Regions from separate parts of the Mus musculus genome. Here all the other regions are linked to region 3. Evidence: chromatin contacts called from public promoter capture Hi-C data. All regions are on one chromosome and are shown on one strand. Each heading gives the region's core, a stretch centred on a gene start, on an enhancer-like site or on the middle of the called end of the contact. The rest is flanking DNA. Distances are from core to core; before and after follow the strand shown.

What was found. Promoter capture Hi-C pulls out the DNA fragments that hold promoters and counts their contacts.
Region 1: a promoter capture Hi-C map of second pharyngeal arch cranial neural crest shows a contact between it and region 3. The contact joins the enhancer-like site here to the promoter of Scg3 in region 3. A contact is called at or near these places in 17 of 39 promoter capture datasets (the 3T3-L1 cell line, 3T3-L1-derived adipocytes, the C10 cell line and 11 more), 7 of 115 datasets of contacts at active chromatin or transcription factors (astrocytes, embryonic forebrain, embryonic stem cells and 2 more) and 3 of 9 other capture datasets (adipose tissue, embryonic stem cells and pancreatic islet).
Region 2: a promoter capture Hi-C map of liver shows a contact between it and region 3, with 6 times the contacts expected there. The contact joins the promoter of Hcrtr2 here to the promoter of Scg3 in region 3. A contact is called at or near these places in 8 of 39 promoter capture datasets (the 3T3-L1 cell line, cranial neural crest, embryonic stem cells and 4 more) and 1 of 9 other capture datasets (embryonic stem cells).

The regions. Positions count from the first base shown.
Region 1 is chr9:76,234,735-76,237,810 of GRCm38.p6, forward strand. It overlaps Hcrtr2 (hypocretin (orexin) receptor 2), which reads right to left. Exons shown (of 8, transcript NM_198962.4): 5 at 1,435-1,655. Among named protein-coding and RNA genes, the nearest start is that of Gfral, 23 kb to the left of the region's middle. Within about 2 kb of position 1,522, at least 63 of the 459 cell types and tissues checked have an H3K27ac peak or open chromatin away from gene starts, as enhancers often do. A contact at or near this core is called in second pharyngeal arch cranial neural crest, where this site is marked.
Region 2 is chr9:76,321,851-76,324,983 of GRCm38.p6, forward strand. Hcrtr2 (hypocretin (orexin) receptor 2) reads right to left here and starts at 1,773. Exons shown (of 8, transcript NM_198962.4): 1 at 1,432-1,773. The coding sequence starts at 1,654.
Region 3 is chr9:75,682,469-75,685,711 of GRCm38.p6, forward strand. Scg3 (secretogranin III) reads right to left here and starts at 1,588. Exons shown (of 12, transcript NM_009130.3): 1 at 1,167-1,588; 2 at 470-522. The coding sequence starts at 1,257.

The DNA of each region.
Region 1 (3,076 bases), core at 272-2,771, 550 kb after region 3:
TGGTAAAGAAACAAGGGGAGAAGGAAAGAGGAGGGGGAGGGGGAGGTAGAGGAGGAGGAAGGGGAGGGAGAAGAAGGCTAAGGGGAGGGAGAGGAGAGGGAAGAAGAGGACAGGGAAAGGGGGAGGGGAAAGGAGGGATGAATCTATTCATTATCATTCATGATTATGATGCCCTTTTTTCATTTATTTATTTACTTATTTGTTCACTTTACATCTGGATGGCATCCTCCCCCCAGTCCCACCTTTACAAGCCCCTACCCTCCCACTACCCCCTCATATTCTCTGAGGAGGAACCTTGGGCACTGCCCTGACCCTGACCCCGACCCCGCCCCTCGCCATGGAAGTTGCCTGCCACTGGATTCCCTTCTGCTAGCAGGACTGCCTGGTTTATGGTGTTCTTAATAGTGTGTGTGTGTGTGTGTGGGGGGGGGGGAATGGGGTGGCCGGGCTAGCTAGCGGGGATGGGGTGGGGGAGGGGGCTAACTAGCAATGCATTTAATACATTTGTGTATGATTTCTGCGAGGAAGAAATCGAGAGGGAACCTTGGCAGGAGCAGAGGGTAGATTGTTTTGTGAATTGAGTTTTCGAAACCCTTAAAACATACAAGGCTATATTCTTTCTGAACAAATGTTCATTTTCTACTTTGTCATTGAGGAAACCTTTAAAGAATGGAAAAACAAAGGCCAAAGAGGAGAGGTCTTCGCAGCTGGTTTATACCACTTTTTGTCTGACTCTGGCCAAACTTATCTGTCTCTCCAGCTGTGAGGAATATGATATTGACTCTGACTTTGGGAAAAGAGACATGAGCAATTTCAGGTTAAATTTGAAGCCTCTTATAAACAGAATTAAGGCTGCCTTGGGCGCAGTGGGTGTATGTATAACAGCTTTGATGTTTCCTGAGAAAGCTGGCTACTCATGTCCTGCACTGGACCTGCGACTCAGCATCCGCTGTTCGTGTCACTGGTCAAAATCATTTCGGCTTCGGAGTTTTGTCGATGTACCTGTGCTCACTGGAAATATAGGATTGTTGAAATATTTGAGAACAAATTTTTTATAAAACTCATTTACTCACTTCCGAAGTAATTTAGAAGTTCAATGGACTTTTATTTACTTACGAAATTAGTTATTGAAACAATTTTTATTAAAATATTTTCTCATCTAAGCCTTAGCAGTCAACAACAGGGGATTAGGAAAACGACCATTTTATCTGCCACTCAACTGAGAATCTTCATCCACTGAAAGAGTGTATTTCCTGTCTGTGCTAGAAGGCTGGTCTTGCCCTAAGTGCGCAAAGAACTCCATCAGCTCAAGCAACCGAGTTGATTGGCCAGACAAAGTCCCTAGGGAGAGGAGGGTCTGTCTGTTTAGAAAGAAAAGAGTTCTTAATTAAAATGCCAAGCTGCTTCACTTTTAAATAAACGCACGGGTTTTACCTCTTTAGCACATTGAGGATGCTGATTGGTAGATAGCAAATTGCAAAGACCAGAAGTACAACCATGAGCATCCGGGCTGTTTTCCTTCGTGCTCGGATCTGCTTTATCTCAGCAGCAACAGCGCTAATCCGAGCCTTGCTCTGCTGTCCGGACCCCCGGGGCTGAGAAACCGGCTGCTGCTGCTTCCATTTTCTCTGAACCACAGAAGAAGTTCCGGGAATCTGAAAGGAGATGGAATCCCTCATTGGTACTTATCAAAGTTCTACAAAGAAGATGTAACCACAAGAGTGAGAAGCAGAAGTTTGGAGTTTGAAATTTTCGTCTCTCCAAGCACTGGCTAGGCGGAGTATGTTCTTATCACACATTTCGTCAAACACCAAATAGTTATATGCCTGGGGAAAAAGTTAAAAGTAAGCTTATATTGTTCTTGTGTTAAAACACGATAATCTTGTCAAGGTCTGAAGAGAACAACAAGAATACATTCCCTTATTAAACAGAGAAGGGACATATAGAGAAAAGAACGCTAAGAAAATTCAGATTATAAGATTTCATTATAAGTTCTAAATTCAGAAGTCTCCTAAATTTAAACACTCATCAGATAACAGGACTGCCTGCCCTCCCCACACACACCGAAAAACAAAAAACTTAAATGACATTTTGATGCATCGATACTGCCACCTGCTGTCGAGTAGAGACACGGCACCTAACCAGCTACTGAGTTTTATGAGGTTTTCTGTCTCCTGTTGAGACAAAGCAATTCCATGTGTAGAAGGAACAAAAACTATTCTTCGTGATTTAATGTTCGCACTTACAAAATTGCCTGAAACTAATTTTGCAATTTTCCCTTCTTGAAAGTGCACGAACACACCGAGAATCCTTCCAGGTCTTACACTAATGTCTTAAATAGCCACTATTTGTAGCAATTACATTACACAACGTGCGTTTCCTTTGATTTTTCTGTTGGTTGATAATAGCAGAAAGTTCTGCCAAGTATAATATTTTCTTAATTACAATCTCATGAATTGATAGATCTTAGCAAAATATTAAAATGCAGCTTATTCATTTTTTTTTAAAGATGTGCCAGTAAGTCCACCGCGGGGACAGCTTGATTGTGTTACAGTTACTCAGCGGCTACTTTTATCTCTGCACCGCACACAGTACAGAGCAGCGCGTTCCCGTGGCCTCTCAGAATGAAGGCTACCTTGAACCCGTGGCTGTTTACACTATGAGATCAAAGTCTATTAGAGAATCTTTCATTTGAAAATGGAGCTTTGCTTTGATGTCCAAACAGATGAGTCTCATTACATGAGACCCCACTTGACCATCTTCTCTCAGTTCAGGAGATCAATCACGCAGATGAAAACCGGCCGTGAGACAGAAACTTCTCAGAAATGGGCAGGGCCACCTCGAGAAACCACTGGCTGAGGAGATAAAGAGTCACAAATGCTCCCATTTTGATGATTCTATTTTAAAATTTTCTAAAAAGATTTTTCAATTTTTATTTTGTGTGTATGAGTGTTTTGATCTCTTGTGTATCTGTGTGTCACATGTATACCTGGTGCCTGCACAGGTCGGATAAAGGAAATGGATTCCCTGGGACTGAAGTTGGATGGTTGTGAGCGGTTACACTTAATTGCTGAGG
Region 2 (3,133 bases), core at 523-3,022, 640 kb after region 3:
GGCAAGGTGGAAACCAGAAGATAAACCATTCTTCTAACAAGAGGCTGAATCATATCCATTCACCTGTCCCTTCACTTTCATTGTATCCTAAGAAGATTCTCTTTATTTTTAATCTTAAAAAAAATCAAAAAAGTAAAATATCCTAAAATAACAAAGGGCTAAAGTTCTTGGAGATTTCTAGTCTCATGACTAATATTCTCCCTAATGAGCCCCTCTCAGTCAGGAACTGTCAGCTTATCTACACTGTGACTTCGAAGAGAAGGAAAAAGCATTGGTTGTGATGGATAGCCTGGCGAGTTCTTTACTGCCCTTCATTTCAGTTACAACCTTTGTTTTTTTACTTCCCAGCTTCCCAGCCTCTTTCCTTTCACTCACCTCTCCGCCTTATTGAGAAGGTAGTACTGTCTCCAAACTGCCTGCCTCCTCCTGTCATTTTCAACAGATTTCCTCCACACTGCCCTCTGCATTCGAAAAGCCTCCTGTTCTCCATTCATCAAGGTACATGCTCCTTCCATTCACAATTTAAGCCCTAGCTCTCTGGAGAAGCTCCGTGTCTTGAAAGCGATTCCCCATCCTGTCCTAATAAATCCATCACCGCGGTCCCTATAGTTTCCTTACCCCTCACTTGGTCCCTCAGACATGGTGGTGGGGAGAATAGTAATGAGCGCGCAAGAGAACCTGTGCTCTCACAGACCAAGACAGACTCTGACATTAAGCTTAATCTTGTTGTAAGAAAAAGAATCAGTTGGTAAAAATATTTTTCTGAAACTGATAACAACCACTTGCGCGGTGGTGTGCATTGGTTGAATGAATGAATGCATGCATGTATGCATGAATGAATGCTTGAATGGATGGTGAGAGTGAGCTCCGGGGTACTTTTTAGGATGCTCCTCCTTCCTCCTGCGGCTCCAGGCACCGCTTCTGTTTAATTCTGCTTTTGCGATGGAGCGCGCTCCTCTGTCTGCCTTTGCCTCCACTCTGCCCCTTCGTTACCACTTCTTAACCCGAGCCTAAGCCTCCTTGCTAAAGGACGTGCCACCGAGCTCACGAAGGCCTTATGACTTCATCAGTTTCTGCGGGTGCAAGTCCTCCCCAGTAAACCCACCCAGCCTGCACAAAAGCATTACAGATTCCCCTACACTCAGCAAATCCACCTGGAGGTCCTTGTCCCTCTCCTTGCGCTTGTGTTCTTGGTTCTCAAACAGAAACAGTTTCCCTCTTTTCTCTGCAAACAAACAGAATAATCCTTCTAGAGATCCCTCCTAGTTTGTAAATTCAGAAAACTTAAAAAAAAAATTTATTAGAAACCTCAGCCAAGAGCAGCGACCTCTTTGTTTGCACCCCAGGAGAAGGGAGGGGTCTCCCAGCCTTGCAGCCTGGGCTGAGGGGAGGTGACAACCCTTTTGGAAGGCTGCCGGAGACCAGACTCACCCAGGACGTTCCCGATGAGAGCCACAACGAACACGATGATATACCCTGCGATCAGGACCCACTCATATTCTTTCGGGTGTAGGTATTCCCTCCACAGGTACCGCAGGAATTCCTCGTCGTCATAGTCCGTGGGATTTAAAAACGGCTCTTGAGTTTCATTCAGCTCTGAAGCAGATGACCAGTTGCGACGAGAGAGGGAATCCTCCAGTTTGGTGCTGGACATCACGGACTGGTCCCGTTCGGCTCAGTGCTGCAAGCTTGTCTCCGCCTGCCCCATGAGCACTGAGGATCCGCGGTGGGAAAGGCTGCGCCGCCGCGACTAGGGGCTCTGGAGCCGGGAATGACGTGAAAAGTTCCTGAGCCAATGCCTCCAGAGCCTTGCGCCCGGCAACTTCGGGCTGCTGCTTCAGTGTCTTTGCAGGGGATTTGCACCAGGAGAAGCTGCCTAAGAGCCAGGGAAATGGCAGGGGAGGTTGCAGCAATGATTCTGGAGTAGAGATCCTCCTTGACCTCAGCTCCAGCTCAATCACTCTTCATTCCAGCACTTAGCTTGCAACCCACAGCTGTCCCCAGGGTTGAGGGACAGAGAGATGAAGCTGGAAAATAAAAGTGGGGCGGGAAAGGGTGGGGGGAGTAAAGACAATTACCTTAACCTGTTTCTTTGTGGATTACATGTCCCTTTTCCATCACTTGCCTTCTATTGTACGTGCAATTTCTATACTATACTGGTATGCATAAGCCTGTGGATGTGGCTGGAAGGTCAACGCATGGTTAACGGAAGATCCATTTCTTCGCTTGTCTTAGTGATGCAAACGTAAAAGTAATCATGACCCACTCTAGCCTGGGCCAGGCCTATGCAAAAGTCATTCCATCCAAATATTTTAATATTTAATATAGCCTCGCAGTATTTATCATGTGCCAAGTTGGCAATGGCTGAATTGTTAAGGCATTGCCTGCCACTCCTTATCAAGAACGAGGAGAGGACCATTTTTAATTGAAGGCTGTATTGAATCGGGATGTGCACTTTCAAGGGCAAATGTAACACATCTCAGCAGAACCTACTATTCTGCTACGTGGACATAGTATTAAACTGACTCCTAATGAGTTATTCCAGCAATAGATTAATTAATGCATCCCTTCACCCGCACCAGAGGAGATTCTGTTTGCAGTAGATGACGGTTAATGTGGAAACGCAGAACTGGCCAAGATGCAGAGATTAAGACACTGCATGATGTTTGGCCCTAAAAGGAATACATTATACCATAAGCCCCCCTCCCACAGCTCAGGGATCATTTTGGGAAGAGAAGCCTGGAAGAGCCTAAGAGTCTGAGGCAATCGATGACGGGAAGGAATCAGTGACACTGAATCCAGACTCAGTGTCGTCTGGATACAGTAGAAAAGCTGCACATAGGAACTCACAGTGGTTGTGACAGCATGTTCAGGACCTGTGCAGGTCTAAGCCAGAACAAACCGCAGCATGGGGAGGGGAGCTGGATACAAAGTACCCATCCCTGTTGACAATTGTTAACTCCTGGGAGAGTCCGGTTTTTTGTTTTTATTTTCCCTAAGAGTGTATCCTCTGGTTAAAATCTACCACCCTCCAGTGAAGGTCCCTGCATCCAAGAATATCTGAGTTCAAATTAGCCTTGATGGAATAAAAAAAAGTAACAGGAACACAAAGTTGAGTACGTAGGAAAGGCGA
Region 3 (3,243 bases), core at 338-2,837:
GGCTGATATGCTTTAATCAATTAATTCCTCTCTCCTGTGATACTGACAAAAGACAAATCTTCAACCAAGTGTGGTAGCATGTGCTGACAATCCCAGCACTCAAGAGGAAGGGGCAGAAAGATCAAGAGTTGTAGGGCAATCAAAGCTACCCAGCAAGGCTCTGTCTCAAAGAAAACAAAACAAGCCACGCACACACTTTGGTAAACTAGACAGTCTTATAAGAGTGGCTACAGTATTGATCTCACTGGGTTATCATCATGCCTCAGCCCATGTGCTATAAGAACTCAGTGCACTAATTGTGAGAACACAGAATTAGTGGAACCAGATTTATCATCTTAGTTTTTGTCAATTTATTATTAATGTCTTGGAGTTTATAAATGTAAAATGGCTAAAATATCACAAGGAAACTACAGTAAGTGACAACAGTGAATAAGATAACATAGGAGTTATAATTTTACATCTGACCTACCTGTTCATTCAAAGGTCTTTCTGCACTTAATTCTCTATTATGCAGGGATTTGTCTAGAATAAATACACATAAATATAAATTTAATTGTGCATTTGGGTGGTCAAATATGTTTCCTATTAAAATAAAAAACACAATGAAAAAAGATTTTTTGGAGAAATAATTCTGAATGTTATAAAATAAAATTTATAGTAGCAAAGATTATCAATTGTATACATGGTGAGTTCCAAAGTTGGTATGCTTATTATATTATTGCATATCCTGAATTAAATGCAATCACACTTTTATTTTCTGATCAGAAATTTAACATATAGTTCTAATTCTTAGCTTATTAGCTCTTTTCAATTGGAAACATACTATTTGGATTATCATTGCTGGTACATTAAAAGAGATCATCATATCCTGCATGTGTAATGAGCAAAAAAAAAAAAAAAAAATCCTAGCCACTTTAAGCACAGGTACTCGCTCCCCTTTTCAAAATAAGACCATGTTATCGCTCTATTATTTTAAAAGTAAAGGAGAAAGAAAAATCCATCTTCGTTCTCTGAAGTCAAAACCGTGTATATTCTGTCAATATGCACGATACGAGATCTGCTGAGAAAAACTAGGCAGGGCGATTTAGAGCTCACGGGTCACATCAAGCTTTATCTTGGCTGGGCCAAATGAAAGAGAACTCTAAAGCAGAGCAATGTCCACATACCTTGGCTGCCTTCGGGTTTGGGGAAAGCTTGAATTGGGCCGCTGTTGAGCACCAACACCAGTATCCAAGAGCCGGTCCAAAGGAACCCCATTCTTTCTTGCTCTTCTGTGCTTTGCTGGAAAGAGCTTGGCGCTGGGCCCCTGAGCTGTAGCTTTTGTTATGAATGAGAAGGGGAGTTAAGAAGCTGGAAGGGACAGGAGCCTGGGTGCGGGAAGGGAGAGGGTCTGGGCGCCTCCGGCGCAGTTGCTCCGGGCTGGAAGGAGGATGCAGGCTCTTCTGGCGCCCAGAGCAGGTGAGCAGGTGCGGTAGGCGCTGTCCGCCCCGCGGGTGCTGAAGTTCCTGCGCCGCCAGCGGACGCGGGCCTGGGCGTAGCTTTACTCCACTAGCTCCAGGAGAGGAAATGAGGAGGAGGCGCATGCTCCATGCAAACCAGAGGCGTGAGGATGGCGTCAGCGACCCAGCGCTACTCCAATCCCGCGGGAACGGAGCGGGGGAGGGGAGACAGGCTTGCTCGCGTATTTTCCTTGCCGCAGTCTTGGGTATGTTTCTACGTCGGAGTCGGGCCGGATTGCAGGATTGCTGGACGATAGGCATGGTTGCTGTACCTCAAGGGTTAAATGCCCTCTCTACCCGTGAACTTGTCAAGGAGACATGGGTAATCTTTGTCTAATTTTGATTGTTATTCTTCTGCAGTCTCTACTCCAAAATCCCTTCCTGCTATACTCAAAATTCTGTTATACCTTTATATTCTACTATAATCAAAATTCTGTTATAAACAAAAGATATAATTCTATCAAACCTTATAAAGACCTGCCTTTATTGATCTGTGTTGACAGTCTTTTGATGCTCTTGCATCTCAGCTCCACAGGAGCCTTTTGATTAGGAAAGCGCACGAATATTATTTCAAATACATTGTGCATAAAACTTCACTCTCACATAGTTAGAGAAGGAAACAAAACAAAACAAAACAAAACAACCCGTTTGTCCCTCTTGGAGCGAGAGTCCTCACCAGAAATATTCAGTTTTGTTCTCTTTCTTCTAACCAAGTAGGAAAAATAGTGTGCTTTTGTGACATTCTTCCCCGGGTCTAATTTATACCTGAGGATCTTGATGTTCTGAGAGTCTTTCAAGAAAAGGGAAAGCCATGAAAAATACTCCTCTCCTCATAAGCAAGTCAGAGGGGTGCTTCCTATAATCCGAGAATATCCTGGAAGACTGAGGTCATTGCATACAATTTACTATCCAAAGACTTTTAAGTGGTGAATGCGAGTAGCATAATGTGAGCGGGGTGCTGAGCAAGCTCTTTAGTCTGATTTTTAAGCAGAACTTGGATCTTTCCCTTTCAACTGCAGCCTGCTGAGAACCCAGCTGAAGAATGGCCACAAAGAAGGATCCAGCACAATCAGGCCTTTGATTTCTGGCTCCTCCCTCTCATGGACCAAGTTACTTATTTAAATACATGAAAACAAACAAACAAACAAACCCACTGACAAACAGATTTCCCTTTCTGGAGGTTTTGAGTTTAATAGTCATGCAAGTATTTCAGTTAAGAATCTAAAAGTCCTTTTGTTTCCATGTGAATCTTTTTTAAAAATTGATACATTAAAATCTGTTACAGAGTACTTCAAATCTAGCAGTTACTTCAAAACGAATAGATCTTTCTCAATGGTGGGTAGCACAGTATCATTATCCTGGTATGCTGCAGTCTTAAAAATTAACTCATGGGCTAGAGCAATGGTTCATTGGGTTTGCAGAGGACCCAGAACCTACATAAATGTAGCTCACAACTGTTTGTAATTGCAGCTCCAATCCTCTTCTGGCCTCTGTGAGCAACACATGTGCACATACCCCAACACAGACACACATCCATATAATTATTAAGATTGTGTTTAAAAATTTAAAAAAATTGGGTCATATTTTAAAATCACATCTGTGCTAAGGGAAATTTCTTTAGATCTCTGTTCCTTAAAACATAAATGACAGCTCTATCAGCTGACATATAGATGCCACTTGTTATCACATTAGATAGAAACTGAACTATGGAATGAGTAATGTTTCAGATCAGCTGACTTATGGA